Regions from separate parts of the Triticum aestivum genome. Here region 2 is linked to region 1. A link is a contact called in public Hi-C data. All regions are on one chromosome and are shown on one strand. The core of a region is the stretch at or near the end of the contact, and the rest is flanking DNA. Distances in the headings are between cores, read along the strand shown. Region 1 holds the start of LOC123095216 (neurogenic locus Notch protein). Region 2 has its middle 160 kb from the start of LOC123095217.

Evidence for each region. Hi-C and Micro-C count contacts between places; a contact is called where the count stands out from the background.
Region 2: a Hi-C map of leaf shows a contact between it and region 1, with 2.3 times the contacts expected there. The contact joins the enhancer-like site here to the promoter of LOC123095216 in region 1. A contact is called at or near these places in 2 of 5 Hi-C or Micro-C datasets (leaf and root).

The regions. Positions count from the first base shown.
Region 1 is chr4B:558,453,841-558,459,279 of IWGSC CS RefSeq v2.1, forward strand. It overlaps LOC123095216 (neurogenic locus Notch protein), which reads left to right and starts at 2,103. Exons shown (of 6, transcript XM_044517014.1): 1 at 2,103-2,381; 2 at 2,476-2,622; 3 at 3,442-3,525; 4 at 3,627-3,755; 5 at 3,836-3,952; 6 at 4,046-4,345. The coding sequence starts at 2,264. The coding sequence ends at 4,116.
Region 2 is chr4B:558,620,472-558,625,910 of IWGSC CS RefSeq v2.1, forward strand. No RefSeq gene overlaps it. Among protein-coding and RNA genes, the nearest start is that of LOC123095217, 160 kb to the left of the region's middle. Within about 2 kb of position 2,205, at least 7 of the 8 cell types and tissues checked have an H3K27ac peak or open chromatin away from gene starts, as enhancers often do. A contact at or near this core is called in leaf and root, where this site is marked.

The DNA.
Region 1 (5,439 bases), core at 853-3,352:
TGGTGGTTCTGGTTGGAATGGAATGCTATCAATCTGGTTCATGCTTGCTGTCTTTGATTTGTCAGTGTGGCAATAGTCTGACCGAGTGGTGATTTTCCCCCTCCGACATCAAATCATCTGCCTTGTGAATTCGCGAGTCCTTTAGTGGATCTGGTTTGGATGTAACGCAATCTGGTTCTTTATGTTCCTTGTTGCCTGCGATTTGTGAATGTTAATCAGAATGAATCCGAAGTGCTAGTGTTCTTCTCTGACGAATGAATGGTGCAGCACTTCCTGCTGTTAAGTATGCATATCTACGCAATCTTGTGATATTTAACTGGTGACGAGTGACGACCACTAGTACTCCTAGTACTACTTTGTAATTTACCATGGCTCACGACCAACCTGTGAACTCTCTCCTCCTGCTTCCCCTTTCTCTGTGTGTGCGCGCGCGTTGGAGGCGTCTTGGTGGTCATAGATATGGACATAAGGGGTTTTGTCATTGCGAAGCAATATTCACTCGGTGTTTGGTTGCATACATGCATAATAGTTAGAGATGCTCATGCCGGAGCCTCCCCGCTGCTGCGCCAGGGGACTACCAAGCTACACGGTGTGCGCCGACCATGGAGTAGTGCTCGAGCACGGCCGAGCATGTGCTCCTCTCTGTCATCGGACCAATCAGCACCAGCACCAGCACCAGCCTACCAAGGTCTCCTGCGCTCCCCTTGACCCCCTTTCTTCTTTTCCACGTGCGTGTGCCCGTGTTAACCAGGAGCGCCATGGATGACCAGCCTCGAAGCTTGCAGCCGCTGTCGTGGGTTGTCCCTGTGCTCATTCGATGACGGCGCATGCAATACGAAAGTCGTATCAAACAGCGAGGTGAAACTACTCCTCAAAGAAACTCCAAATGATCGACCGTGTCTCACGAATTTGTCAAAATTCGTCCAAAAAAGCTTCAAATATGAATACGAAATTCAGCATATAGAGTGAACGAAACTATGATCCAATCGCCTAAATGAAACCATAACATCTAGGCGCATATTTTTCATGTACAACTTATCGCGAACCAGAGCACGATTGCGTAGAAGCGATAAAGGAGACCAGAGAGGTGCTTAGAAGAAAGTACCTTATGTACACGCATGCAGCCACCCACGTGGGCTTGAGAGAATCGCTCGAGCCTGGCTCGCCGGAAACTGTCGATCTGAGCATTTCCAGTGATGCAGACCCAAAAATGTTTTAAGAACCGTGCGAAGCAAGCCAACAGTGTTTGTGTAGAACGAAACACGCCAACAACAAAAAAAGATGCATCCAGCGGCCCTGGTTGGGCTAAATGCGGGCAACCAAACGCGTCCTACAAGTTTCTGGGTGGTGGGGTGGAGTTTTTCAAGTTGTTGGACTAAATCATCACATCCCGTGCAAGCCCCCGAGTCTGTGGTGCTATTGGAGCTTCTGCAGCCGGGCGCCTCAAACGCGCCTCATACGCACGGGCGGGCCGTCCGGTCACTGTCCGGTCATATTTTTTTTTACCCAGACGCCCCTCTCAAACGACCCTCAAACGTCTGGGCTAACCGGCATCCCTCATATCCAGCCCAAATATGGGGCGGATATTGGGGCGCACGGACGCACCCGCCACATCGGACCTGGCCCACGCTGGCCCACTCGATCCCACATAAATTCCTCTCCATCCGCTCGCCAGACCAAACACTAGCCACTTCACTCCCCTTTCCTCCGCCACCTAAACTCGTCTCCGGCTTCTTCCGGCCGTCTCTGGCATGGCGGGCAACGGATACGAGTCCTTCACCTTCAGATCCGTCGACCACGAGTTCATCCCACGTGGCCCCGAGGAGGAGATGATCTTGCGCGAATATATGCTGGTGGTTTGAGGGTCCTCCTTGGAGATACTACTCTCGTAGCCTCTCTTTTTTGGAAAATAACAAAATTATTTCTATATCCATCGAGCTATAGTCACTAATTTCGATAATAGTTTGTGAAAAACACAAGAAGATAGATTTGAAAAGTATCCGGGAGCGCCATCTGGAACGGAACCCACCTTGACTTTGCTCGGCTCCTCGCTGCCAAGTCAATGTTGGAAGCCCCCATAAAACCTCCTCATCTCCCTACCAACTAACTGTACACATCCATCCGCCTCTTTAAGCTCCATCATAACAACCGCCCACACACACACGGGAGCGCAGAGACCGGAAACAAACACCAACGGGCAGCAGCAAAGCAGTACTAGTGGGCTACTTGCGGCTGGAATCGACAGAGAACCCAAGAACCCAAGATGAGACGACTCGCCGGCGGCGCCGCGCTGGTCCTCCTCCTCCTCCTGGCCATCACCGCCAGACCTGCCGCCGCCGACTTCTTCTCCCCTCTCAGCCCCCTCCTCGCCCCCGTCATGGGTACGTCTCCTCGCGCACTTCTCCCCCCGCCCCTCCCAACGCCGCCGGCGGTGTTAATTACGAGCTTGGCCTGAGGGTTGATTGATGCGAGCAGGATCGCTGTGCAAGACGGTGGCGTGCGGGAAGGGGAACTGCACGGTGACGACGGGGCTGCCGGGGTACAGGTGCGACTGCGAGCCCGGGTGGAAGCAGATGCACGTCGGCGACAGCCTCAGGTTCCTGCCCTGCGTCATCCCCAACTGTAAGTGCGCGCTCCTTCTTGCGTACCTCCTTTCTCTTCCTTCATCAATGGGCAGGCAGGCCAGCCCAGATATGCCGGAATTGTTTGTTGTACTGGTGACGGTCCATAACTGCATACCACCTACGTCTCGGGATGCCTAATCTGTCAGCAACTTCTCTGTAGTCGTGTGAGTTTGGTGTGCAAATGGTCAGTGGTTACAGGCCATCTTGCAGAGGATGGGTAATTCTGACCCACGATTAGCTTCTGATGAAGACATATCATCGTTTTGTTGTAAGATTAGTTCTCAGAAAAATAGAATAGTTCAGCAGTCTGAACTGCGCCAGAACTCCCCATGATTTATATGCATCTCGAATACATGGTGATGTGGACTTGCAGAGTCACGAAGTCCATTTTGTACTCAAAAAGGATGTCCCCTTTTCAGTCTGAATAAAGTCGATTTTAGGCACTGAAAGTCCACATGTACATAAATCTCATTGGTCCACCCAAACGCGTAGTAATCACAGTTTCTCAATTCTGTTTGCTGTCTCTATTGTTGAAACAGGCATGGGCCTTAATTTTTAACACGCATCTCTATCAGTCAGAATAGGGACAGGTTACTTTTTAAATGCTTCTGCCTTCATGTCATCTTCAGATTTTTCTTTTCAATCAAAAGTGCTCTCTTCAGAGTTCTTGTTTGTCAGTGTGTTTCTTCCTACACCTGAAGGAACACTTGTGTATACTAATCCAATGCACAGAAATTAATCAATATTATCTGTGCAGAAAATATAACAGACATTGCTTATATCATCCCACATAACCAACAAAAGAATATCCCTGCAGGTACCATTGATCACACATGTTCTAACGACACTTCAGCCCCAACACCGGCGCCTTCACCCAAAAATGTCTCCGTCTCAGCAAACCGTACCACTTCTTGTTTTCCCATTTGTACATTTTGTGATCATGTTGTTTTCATTTAATCCGTAGTCATGTTGATTAATCTCTGTGTACAATCCTATTTACAGCTTGTGACTTAGCTTACTGTGGTTCCGGGGGCACATGCAAGAACGCCACCGGGCTCAGCTACCACTGCGAGTGCAAGGAGGGCTTCAGCAATGTTCTGAACATGACCACAATGCCTTGTTTTCAAGACTGTAAGATCATATGGACACAAGCAACTTCCCATGTGTACAGCAAAACCACGCATCTCACATCTAACTCCTGCATCATTCAGGTTCTTACGGAGCGGATTGCGCAGCCATCGGGATCGTACCATCCACAAACTCCAGTTCTACAGCACCACCAGCTGGCTCTGCAAGTGTTTCAAACAATTGCAATGCACCTGTTCCAGGTATAAAGTCTTGCTTCAGATATGTCTCGACATCTGCATCGCTTGTATATACGGGTTAATTTACTGTCATCGCCTTTGTTATAACATTTGCAGGATCTGTTTTGCGGCAAATTCTGCTTCCTCTGCTGATATTGGCCTCACTGGCCATGGGTCAGGCGACATGAACAGAGGATGGTTTTATACCACGGTATAACACTAGATGGAGTATTTGTTCACGGACAGGGTAGAGCTTTTAGCCCGTTAGAGATGTACTTTGTTGGGTGTATGTCGCTGCTGCAGTATACTTTTGCACTTGTTAATTCTTCTATGGTGCGAGAATTGATGTTGTAGTGTGAAAATGGAATAAACTGTCTCTGTGAATAATTTTATAATATTAAATAAACCGATTGTCTATTTGATCGTTGGTTGGCTGAAACTTTTCATGTTCTTATTTCTGATGTCGATTTCCTCAATGGCAGAATCCTACGCGCTATAAATAGAGCAAAGCAAAAGGAGTTTGATATTTTTATCATAAAAAAGCTACATAGTACTTCTTTTAGATTTTGTTTTTAGGGAAAACACCCGGGCTTTATTAAGGGGGTACAGTAGCAGATACAAAGCCCGGGGGGCTCCAGGAGCGAAACATGGCGGCCTGGACATAAAACTAGAGACATTCTAGCAATATTATGAGCATCTACATTATACACCCAACATCAGCACGAAAAATAGCTGCAGGTGCTTGGCTGCAGCTATTTTTCATGTTTGTTTGGAGGATTTTCATAGGAAACACATAGGAACAAGGATCCCAGAGGAAAATTTCCTATAGATGTGTTTGGTTTGTAGGAAATGTGTACAAGAATTTCGCAGGAATACTATTCATTTCCTGTGTATTTGGAGGAAATTACACATCCACTCAAAGCTTATTTTGGCCGTAGGAACGAGGCGAGACAATTCCTTAGGATGGCAAGTGCCATCCTATAAGATTCCTATACTAGTCCTAATTCCTACGTTACGAAATCCTCCAAACCGAATAAGCCCCTAAGGAAACATCTCGTAGAACCTCCAGCTTGCGCGTGACTTCGGTTAAGATCATGGTTTCCTCTCCTCTGCTTCCTTCATAGATACTTCTGGCAAGCCCCCTAGAATCAGAGGCTATAACAGCATTGTACAGATTTAGGTTCTGCATCAAGCACAACCCTTCGCAGCACGCCATTGCCTCAACACAAACTGGATCGTAAACAGTCTTCATAACCAATGCCGAAGCCCCCAGGTAGGTACCATACCATCATCAGCATGAAAAATAGCTGCGGCCGAGCACCTGTTGTTCTCATATGACAATGTAGCATCAACATCACCTTTCACAGCACCCTTTGGAGGACGGATCCAACGCTGCCTCTCCTGCTGACATCTCTGTTCTGCCGAATCGCTCAAGCCCAGTTCATGCAAAAAAATGTGTTGTAAAATTGCATGTTTCAAAGGGGCTCTAATAAACATCTTGATGTATGATA
Region 2 (5,439 bases), core at 955-3,454, 170 kb after region 1:
ATGTGTTGGGAGCTAGCCGAGGCCGGCCTTGTCTAGTGTAACGGCGAGCATACCACGCCACGCATGGCGCGGCATCCACGCACGCCCGCCCCTGTAGGTACAGGCAACCGCATCACCGTCGACCGGTGCCGGCCGGCCGGTGCACGAGGCCGGATCCGGAACGGGCTCCCGTCGCCTTTCTCGGGGGACCTACCGGCTGGCCGGATATACAAAGCCTAGAATGGATTTGATTAGGAACAGTGCTCCTACGACGTCGGACCAGACTGCTCCTGGACCCCCCGTATGTGCGTGCGTGCTTGCATGTGCATGCAATGCAATGGCGCACCGAGCGCCTGTGTACGTATGGACCCTACCATGGATGGGAGCTCTCTCTCTCTCGGTTGGCACGGACGGTGGATGTGTGAAAGATGGATGGACCAGACTAGATGTGCGACAAGTGTCCGAGCGGATCGGCCGTCTGATCTGACCCGAACCTGATTCTGGCCTTCTCTCCGACGAAATGCTACGGTCAGGCGGACCGACTGCGTCCAGGGCCTGGAGGGTTGGGTGTGTCGACTGGTAGAGCGTATTTATGGCCCCGTGCGACGCAGCGGTCAGTTTCGGGCCGACAATGATGATGCCTGGCTTGATCCTATCGGCATGCGTGTCGGTTGCTCCCATGCCTTTCCCTTTCACCAACTAAGGGCATCCTATGGAGTACCACTGGAGTAGTAGTATTGATGAAACCCTTAATTGCAGGATCTTGGTCTCCAGTATCCCTTCAACAACATACTCCAGCCCATTGGTCATGTAAGATGAAAAAAAGTTTCCAAAACATGTCACCCGCAAAAATTAATTTGGTCATGTAAGATGAAAAAAAGTTGTACTGCTGTGCAGCATTGCCCATTTCAAGGATAAGACTCGATAAACAATTGTAACCAAATATCAGAGGCCATGGATCAGGGTTTGTTTTCTTGCGCTCGTGGACTTCAGAGGCAATGCATTGACTAGGGCCAAAACCTGTCACTTCTGCTGTTCTGTGGTCGTCTTCTCTTCTCCGCCCCTTCTCCACTGACTCCAACGCCGACGCATAATTTATCTACTACATCCCCGTCGCATTTGTACATTTCCGATTCGGGGTCAATCGACCCGAAATCACCATGACATCGGCAACGCATCGGCCACTGGAATCCACATGTTCGGCCGTGTGTCCGCGGCCTACAGATCATTCGTGCGTGGATCTTGCGGTGAAAAATCCACGCCCCGTCTTTCGTACGAGTAGTACACATGCACAGAGACTGGAGTCAGGACTAGCAGTGCGGTGCTGCACGCAGTGCGGTCGTACCAGCAAAAGGAGCAATCGATATCCGCGCCGCGAGAGAAAAGGCGGAGAGAGGGTTTGAGCCATGGATCGGTATACGTTCTCGTGAAGAAAAAGCGGATGCGCCGGCCACTGCCACACGTGCAAACCCACACGGGACCTCTGTCACCGGCCTGGACCACCCTCCGGCCATGGAGATGGAGTAGATTGTTTCCTGATGACCACCGCTACTAGTACACAGCACAGTCTCACAGCTCACAAATGTACACAAAGGTCCATACTACTAGTAGTTGCCATAAGCCCAAGACGATCCTGTAATCATGTCAGAAGTACTCCATTTAAGCATGCATGCCTTTGGAAGGGAGCAGGCGCACAGTGATACTGCACTGGTGTTTGGAGACTTGTGTCCGAGGCTCCAATTAATCTATTGCATCTTTTGTGCATGTTTCTGGATCTTGTTTGGACGGTCTTGTGACTTTGTGAGCGTGTGAGACAAGCATGGAGGTAAACAGAGGCTGAGTGCCACTGTTTGCAGCGAATCAAGCCATCACCCAGCTGTGGAAGGGAAGAAAAAGGGTGCACCGGCACGAGCGAGACGAGCCCCGGCCGTGGACCGGTCAAATAATGATAACAATTCCATGAGGTGGGCGTCCACCGGCTACCGTCTCTTTCCTCGCGGCCCCACACTGTAGGCTCATCGAGGACCGGGTGTAGGAGCACACGTGTCCGCTCACCGTTGGCTCTTGCATTACTTTTTTTCTTCCCTCCCTTGCTGACCGTTGACCTGGCCCACTCGTCGCAACAGGTTTTTGAAGGCCCGCGGGCGCCCGAGCCCAGGGGTCAGCCCTTACGAGGCCCGGCCGAGTGGGCACACGGGTCCATTACATTCACGCCGTGTCTGCGGGAAGGGAATGGTCTGTCCCCGACACGTGGGGCCCGCGGTGCGTGCGTCGGGGTCATTTCGGTCACTTCGGCATGGGCGCACGAGCGGAGGGAAAGGTCGCCTGCCCCGCCTGCCTCTGCCCGCGCCCGACGACGACTCGCCAACCCGACAGGGACGAACCTCTGCGCCCCAGCACGCGCATGTACGCCCGAGGTTGGGCCCCACCGCTCAGACCCTGCCGCCGCTCCCCACGAAGCACGTACAGTACGGGTACGGGTACGGGTGCGTTTCGTTCGTTCGCACATGGTGTACGCGGTACGTTGCAGAGCGAGTGTTTTAACTCGGAGTCAAAACATCGCACGGCACGATACGAGTCCAATGTCCATGCCAGCCTACCTGCTAGGAGTAGCTCTGTTTGCAAAGACGTACGTACGTGCTACCACTTCCCAGTCCCACCCTACGTATACCTACGTACACGACGCCAACACTCCGTTCCGAAATCCGGTGCGCAAATTTTTTCGAGCAGGACATGGAGATCCCATGCGGAAAACGGGCTTGTGATGGAGCGGTACGTGCCGTCCGTCGGCTCGTGCCTCGCATGCATCAACTCAGGCACAGTGCGGGGAGGAGGACGGACCTAGAGAGGCTAGGTTCTTGTTACTCACACAGTGCGAAACCTATTCGAGGCCACCCAACGGCAGTTTGGCAAAGCATCAACTCCGTAAGCCCCCCAGCAACAGTCCGTGTACGTGCATGTGCGCGCACGGGTCGCCTCGGCCGGACGGACGTGACACGACACCACGTTTCGGCCGTCCGGCCCGGGCGGTTGCGGCCACACGCACCGGCACCGACGATCAATCCATCCATCCACGTAAGTACGTACGTACGAGCGCCACTGTGTGAGGCCAGGAGCTGTTCAGTCATGCGCAGTGCACCCCATGCAAATGCGTGCGCAGAATTAAGCTAGACACGCCACTGCGCCCAGCGAACTCTCTCCATCGATGCATCTCCCAGGTCGATCCGTCCCGGTCCAACAGTGCTGGCGCTAGCTAGGGCGTTGGATCGACCGACTGGGCATGTGCATGTACGTGGTGTACGTCCGCGGAGAGCAGGATAGGCTGCAGAATGCTATATATGGTGGCGTGTCCGCATTACGTACGTGCGTGCGTACGTACTCCACTGTGGCTGGTTGGCTGCCGCTACAGCTGCTCGACCTGCATGCTAGCTTGCTGGTGCATGCATGTCTGGCTGGTTTGAGAGCCCGGTCGGTCCAATCAATGAATGCATGCTCTGCTTATCCCTCTTGAATGCAACCACTACAAAGCACACACCTAAACCGAGATGATCTTCTTCCTACCAGCAGCCTTTTTTTGTTCTAGGACCACACTCACTCCACGTAAAAGATGATCGACGAGGCAGTGAAATGCACGATCGAGCAGTACTGACGCGCGGAGACAGGCCAGGCGTTCGTAGTGAACAGCGCGAAGCTGGGATTTCATTCATGGCTCATATGGCTGTCGATAAAGATATCGGCACAGAATTAATCAGCAGGCCCAGGACGTGCATTTGTATGCTTCCGGCCGTCAACATGCCAGCGACGCCTTCGATCAGCAGCCGTGGATCGGTGCGCGCGGCTGTATGCAGTGGTTGACATAAACCGCCATGCAAACGCAACGTCTTCGCGTGTGGATGCCTTGCATGGTTGCTCGAGGTGAAGTACTCGTCCAAGAATGTCGATCGATCTGTTGTAGTATCAAAGTAGAAAAGACAAAGAAAAGACACAAATGATTCTCTTAGTCTATTGTAATGTAGGAGACCCACTTATATACAGCCTGAAGGGGTGTGTTGGGCAGACACCTCTTCCTCAACAGACACCTCCTGGAAGGCATCCCTCCCGTACAATTGATCACATAATATATTTCTTAACATTCCCACTTGATCAATTCGTCATCTGTATATTGCAATCCAAAAATTTCTCCTAAAAACCCTGTGGAAAAAATTTGAGGAGAAACATTATAATGATATGCCACCGAAAACTCCTTTAAAAACCCAGTGGGAAAAAGAAAAGGAGAAACCATATGACATACGTCCGCACTTGTATTTATATTGTCTCGTTAAAAACTCTCTCTCTCTCTCTCGAGTTCTCTCTCGTGTTCCCTCTATGGCACGATCTTGATGTATCCCGAGCTTTGCTATTATAGTTGGATCTTATGATGTTTCTACCCCCTCTACTCTCTTGTGATGAATTGAGTTTCCCTCTTGAAGTTATCTTATCGGATTGAGTCTTTATTTGAGAACACTTGATGTATGTCTTGCCGTGCTTATCTGTGGTGACAATGGGATTTCACGTGCCACTTGATGTATGTTTTGGTGACCAACTTGCGGGCACGACATGGGTGGCGCCACCTGCTTTTCGCTTGGGTCCCCCACCACGACTAGCGTCATGGGTTAATGAAGGGCTTATCTGGGGGCCGTCCAAAGACGTGCCTTTGCTGCAGGACTGCGTTCGAGATCTTCTAGAAAGAGATATCAACTTGACCGTAGTGGCGCAAGTTATGATGATTCGCCGCACGCTGCCCTACAAATGTCGCCCTCTCCGCCTATGGGAATTTAATGCGGAGGGATCGCGAGTCCTCCAACACTTTATGGGCACGACGCCCGTGGAGATGTACAAATTGTTCTTTGGATCACAAGCAAGGTGTCCGGATTTGTCCAAGGACGCAGGTCTGAGCTGCAATTGCCCGGATGCTCGAGTAAGTAGCCCCGTATCTGGACACGCCATCCGTATTTTCATCATAAAATTACCCTTAATAGAGCTGTCCTTTGAACAGGAGTGAATAGCGAAGGCAAAGCTTATCAGGTGTCCAGCCCCCCTGCCTGAGACCGCGCCGGATCCCGTGTTAACCTGGATGCTGGAGGTCGTGCTTTTGGAAGAAGGCGAAGGGGGGAACCAAGGAGCTACCGATTCCGTGAAGGAGGCTGTTAGGAAGGGAGGAATTGAAAATTCCCCCGACCAGGGAAAGAAAAGGACTACCTCTGAAGACCCGGAGGGGATGGCCTCAAAACGGGGGAAGAAATCTTTGCCAGAGGGTTGGGCGCCGGAGAATGCCCCGGCCGCATTGCGCCCTCAAGGGGATCCGCTCTCCCCCGAGCTGTAAGTGAAGAGAGGGGTTCCAAAATAAATGACATTCCTGTTTTATTCCCGAGGGAGATAACCGAAATATTACCTTGTAGTTCGGATCTCAACCCTTCTCAG